2 separate regions of the Mus musculus genome follow, and region 1 is linked to region 2. The links are chromatin contacts, called in public Hi-C maps. All regions are on one chromosome and are shown on one strand. The core of a region is the stretch at or near the end of the contact, and the rest is flanking DNA. Distances in the headings are between cores, read along the strand shown.

Evidence for each region. Hi-C and Micro-C count contacts between places; a contact is called where the count stands out from the background.
Region 1: a contact with region 2 is called in a Hi-C map of CD4 T cells, with 2.6 times the contacts expected there. The contact joins the enhancer-like site here to the promoter of Abhd5 in region 2. A contact is called at or near these places in 2 of 39 promoter capture datasets (macrophages and neutrophils), 2 of 484 Hi-C or Micro-C datasets (CD4 T cells and the N1E-115 cell line), 1 of 115 datasets of contacts at active chromatin or transcription factors (bone marrow-derived macrophages) and 2 of 9 other capture datasets (adipose tissue and liver).

Annotation. Positions count from the first base shown.
Region 1 is chr9:122,129,551-122,132,250 of GRCm38.p6, forward strand. Snrk (SNF related kinase) reads left to right here. Exons shown (of 8, transcript NM_001357775.1): 2 at 2,343-2,392. Among named protein-coding and RNA genes, the nearest start is that of Snrk, 14 kb to the left of the region's middle. Within about 2 kb of position 1,326, at least 24 of the 459 cell types and tissues checked have an H3K27ac peak or open chromatin away from gene starts, as enhancers often do. A contact at or near this core is called in liver, where this site is marked.
Region 2 is chr9:122,350,276-122,352,975 of GRCm38.p6, forward strand. It overlaps Abhd5 (abhydrolase domain containing 5), which reads left to right and starts at 1,341. Exons shown (of 7, transcript NM_026179.2): 1 at 1,341-1,564. The coding sequence starts at 1,512.

The DNA.
Region 1 (2,700 bases), core at 76-2,575, 220 kb before region 2:
ACAGACCAGGGGTTGAGTGGTGAACAGAGCTGGATAAAGTTGAGACCACCGTAGGTAGCTAAGAGTGCGGATGTCCTCCCAGCACCGTGGCCACTCCTTTACTCTCGAGGTTAAAGTTTTCCATTCTATACGTTCAGATTTGCTATGAGTATATTACTTAAGATGGCGTGATGATGTAGTCTTGTAATCTTGGCATGTGGGAGACTGAGGCAGGAAGATCTGGAGTGGAGGCCAGCCTGGGCTACATAGTGATACTAAGTCAAACATTGCAGCAGGGAAGCAAGTACTTACATTTCTTTAAAAGGCATTTTATTGAAAATCAGATTTTAGCCAAGGAGTGGTGGTACACACGTTTAATCCCAGCACTCAGGAGGCAGATAGACCTCTAAGTTTAAGGCCAGTCTACAGAGCAGGACTACATAGTGAGACCCCCATCTCAAAAACAAAGAAACAACAACAGCAACAACAAAAAAGAAAAGAAAAAGAAAATCAGATTTTAGTGTTGTTAGACATATTATTTTCTGTATCCCAAGATCTTTCTTATTGCTAGTTTTTCAGTTTGATGTGTTAGGGACGCAAGAACCTAGTTCAGTGAGCTCTTCGCTTGATGTAGACAAGCAGCCAGGAGGAACAGCAGGAATGCGGCAGCACAAACAAGGTTGTGGGCGGTGTGTTTTCTGATCACAAATATTGTAGTCATATAGCGTATTTGATCTCTACTATTCTTAACCTACAGAAAAGATTTGTTTCTATTGCCTTTGAGTGTGCACATGCACGTGTGTGAGTTGCACATGTGTGTGCACTGCACATGATGAGTGCAGGTGCCACAGAGAGCTGAAGTTTCAGATGGTTTCTGAGTTGCAGGTGTTTGTGAGCCATCTGAGGTGAAATGTTGGGAATGGAGCTTAGGTAAGAGCATTGCAAGAGCGGTAAGAGTGCTGCCCTGCTGAGCCATCTCTCCATCCCCCTCCACAGCCTTTAGAGTCTGTGTGTTTGACTTAGTTTGTCTGGGGATGAAATATAGTGGCATTTTATATAAACCAGGCTGGCTTCAGACTCTTGATCCTTCTTACTCTGCCCTTTGAGTGCTAGGCTTACCGGCAGGGCTGTGTTCTTGTTAGTAACATGTCTACTGAGGGAGCTGACTGTACAGTAAGGTCAGGTAACTTGCTGAGGACCTGTGGCTTGTGATTGATGGTCTGGACTCATATGAAGGATAGCTTTCAGAACCAGTGCTTAACTACCATGCTGCCTTGATAGAGAAACTGCAGGAATGGCTGTTGGAGAGAGAAGCAGGCAGGGCTAGTGGGAGGAGCTGCTAAGGCCCACTTGGGGCTGAAGGGTCTGGCAGGCAGGCAGGCTGGCTGGTAAGCTGCAGTTTACCCGCCAGTGAATGGGAGACTGTGCGAATGGCTGTGGGGTCCTCTTGGCTCTCACTCCAGCAGACTTGCCTTTCTCTCCACACGTCATCTTTTGTGTCTGCTCTCCCACACCTTGTACTTTCTTTCAAGCACACCTGAACTTAGGCTCACTGACTGCCCAGACACTCAGCACCTTTAGTGGGACTGTGAGTTGCTTTGACCTACCAGAATTACTCAAGCCTTTTGCTTATTTGTGTTGTGTTTCAGGTTGGTGGAAAGCCTATAAGCCCACTTTGGAAAGGACTCCTTACTGTGCTCGGGATGGGAAACAGTGCAGCTGCTTTGCTCATAGTGACAGTTTTGTTTACTCTTTGGTGGCAGACATGAAGGTGTTTCGTGTGCTGCCTGTTGCTGGCATCACAATGCATTTCTGCCTTGCTTAGGAGTGTCTTATGCGGGTTCCTCTCCTCTGCTGCTGTAGTGGGAGCTTGGTGAACTTGTCCAGGGGTATAGGCAGGCCGAGCAGGATCCTAGTCAGAGATAAATCAGACAAGTTGAGCTTCATTATTCATTCTTTGCTGGTGCACAGTTAGGATTCAGCAGATGCAGGTTCAGGGCCTATTACCTAGGAGGTCTTTAGAAAATGGCAGGTGTTCTTGGGGTTCATTGCAACTATTTTTTTAAAAGCTGTGATTCGGGCTGGGGCTGGAGCTGGGGCTGGGGCTGAGACTGGAACTGGGACTGGGACTTAGTGACAGAAAACTTGCCTAGCATGAGCAAAGCCCTGGCTTCAGTCTCTTGCAGTGGCAGGGAAAGGGGAATAGTAATTAATAGAGGGAAGAAAGATAATAGGAGGAGACAGGTCACCAAGGACAGATTTGCAGTTTGCAGGTTTGTCTTGTCCTAGAATATGTAGTTTTACTTTAAACAAAATTGAAACAAATAGAATGCACTGAAATCATTTTCTGTATTTTCCTTTAGGAGAAACAACAAATACTGGTAACAGAGTGATTTGGTATGCTGTTTGCAAGGTACGTCCTCGAGCCAGTACAGACACACCTGCACCTCTCCCAGTCACCTCTCAACATTAGCATATATGGGCAGGACAGAGCCACTGAGAGCCTCAGAGAGGGAGCAACAATTTATAATACTGCGTATTTATATATTTTTATACACACGCACACACACACACATATATATATAATGTATATGTATATGTATGTACATGCATGCTGCGTGTATATGTGGAGGCCAAAGGTTATCGTTGTATCTTCCTTGATCATTATCCAACTGATCCCACCCCCAATTTAAACACTCATTTATTTACTTTCTGTGTGCG
Region 2 (2,700 bases), core at 91-2,590:
ATGCCACATATTTTGGCCTTATTAGAATTATTTGAGACTCAGTTAGCTTACATCAGGCTCCTGAGTAGTTCCGGGCATCAGTACCACCCAGGTGTGGCTGAACTAAGAGAACCTATTACATATTCTCAGAATTTCATTTTTTGGAGTGTGGGGTAGAGGGCAGGATGGGAATTGAACCTAGGAACTAATGCATAGATGGCCCCTGCACAACACAGCTCCAGCTGTAGGCAGCTTGTCACAAGCACAAAGAGCTAGGCTAGTTCATACACTTTCTCCTGACCGGAGGAACCTGCCCCCAGCCAAGGGAAACATCCCTTATGCAACACCAGGATGCCTCTATTTGTTTAATCACAGTGAGTGCCATAGTTCTGAATTCTATTTTTAAAGCGCAGTCTTGGACTTACTTGCTAGCTGCTGACTTTCATTTGCCTGTACTGAGCTTTACTCTTTATCACTTTCACGCATTTGCTCACGTCCCTTAACCAGGAAAAAAATTATTAAAATAATCCCACTCGAGGGTGTGCCTCCTTGCCTGTATGTGCACCATATACATTAAGGTGCTCTGAGGCCAGAAGAGGGTGTTGCTCCCCTGGAACTGGAATTACAAGCAGTTGTGGGGCTCCACATGGATGCTGGAAACAAACCCATTCTCTTCTATAGGACAGTATGCACTCTTAACCACTGAGCCATCCCTCGAGCCCTCTCCCCTTTAAATTTATTTATTTTAAAGACAGGGTCTCACTGTGTAGCTCTGGCTGGCTAATCAGGCTAATCCAACTCACAGAAATGTGTTTGCCTCTGACTCCCAAGTGTTTTTGAAGGGTGTGGACCACCATATCGAGCTCATGAGAATATTTTTATGAGCCCTCAGCCCTCTATCATTTTAGAATGGATTCTAGGAAGTGCTCTCCCTCTCTCCCTCCCTCGCCCCTCTCTTCTGTGGTCTGTGGGGATGATGATGGTGGTGGTGGTGATGGTGGTGGTGTGTGTGTAATTCTAGTACCCACACATAAGCTCTCAGCCTTCCGGAGTCTAGAGTCTGGCAGGGTGGAGTGCAAGTTCCTAGAGGCCACCACCTGAAAGTAAGGGCTGGAGGGTCCAGCACCACAGGATGCGCACTTCTGCCACTCAGGCTATTTCTGGCTGGGGTCTCACTCCAGGCTACCTACGGCTTGCCTAGCGCCCCGTCCAGGGCAGTCCACACGGGCGGAATGACGCATTAATGGTCATTATTCCGACGGATGACTACCTAGGCTCCCGCGGCGTCGGGCTGACCTTCCTTACCAGTGCCCCCGCCTCCGCGCGACAGGCGGGCAGCGCATGCGTGTCTGCGAGGCCGGGCCGCTGGGACGCCGAGCCTGCGGTGGCGCGGCCGCGCCCTCGGATCGTCCCAGCGGGCGGACGACGCATGCGCGGGCGGTGCGGTCTTAAGGGCGGCCGCGGCCCGGGGCCGCCCAGTCGGCCTGTCAGCCGGCTTCGAGGTGTGTCCCTGCGCTTGCGCGGCGGCGGTGATGAAAGCGATGGCGGCGGAGGAGGAGGTGGACTCGGCAGACGCCGGTGGAGGGTGAGGATCACCCGGGAAGGGGGGGACGACGTGGGTCTCGTGCGCTCTGGCGACCCCGGGCGGCCAGCCGAGGGAAGGCGCGGGCGCCCGCTCTCTCGACCCGTCGGGGCAGACAGGCCCGGTCAGGGCCGCGGGGCTGCGGGGAGGGAAAGCGGCTGCTGTTGACGGCCGTCCCGGTGATCCCGAGCGCGGCGGAGCTCAGAACTCCGCGCCGGGAGCCGTGCGTCGCCAGGGTGGGAGAAGGCGTCGGACTCGGAGCCTCGCGGGACAGCCGATCGCCGCCGGTGCGCCTGGGGCGCTTGCGTCCCACCTCCCGCTGCCCCGTGCGTGCGCTCCCGTGACCCGGCGGTCTGGCTTCACTAGCCCTGGCAAACTTTGTGAAAGTTGAAGGGCAGATGCCTAACAGGAAGGAAGCCCTTAAGTTGTTGTTGTTGTTGTTTTGTTTTTTTTGGAAACCGGAGTCACTCTATGTAGCCCTTGCTGGCCTGGAAATCTGTAGACCAGGGTAGCTTTTCAACTCTGCAGAGACCCAATCCTTTTGCCTCAGCCGTCCAGTGCTGAGATCACATGTGTGAACCACCACACCCAACTTCTTCATAGACATAGTAAGTTATTCTTTTTTGTTTTTGATATGTCATGCCCTTGTGAGTAGAACAATGCTTGGTGGAAAAATTAAATTACTATGAAAGTTATTTCACTGATTCTCAAAAGGCTACTTGTTTTATATGGACGGGACTATACATCTCCTTTATAAATTATTTTGACAGTTGTACTTCAGCTATTTGGAGACATTTGTATGGGAAAGATAACCATAGGGTAAATAGATTATGGTAATGTGAAAGTAAGTATTTTGGAAAGATGTTAGGGGAGGAATATTTTTGAAATGCTAGAAACTACACTCTTCAAGTTTTGTTTAAGTGATAATTAACAAGTGGAGCCACTGTTTTGGTCTGTTGTTGAACTTCCTAGTTATATTGACATGAAATACAGAGTGTCATGTGGTACAACTAGGACCTGGTAGCTTGGGTTTCTATTAAATTTGTCAGGACATTTTTCTGGCTCTGAGAATTCTAACTTGTGGGCCCTTTTGGTCTTGATACTGTGAGGCTCAGGAATCCATAGCACAACGGTGAGAG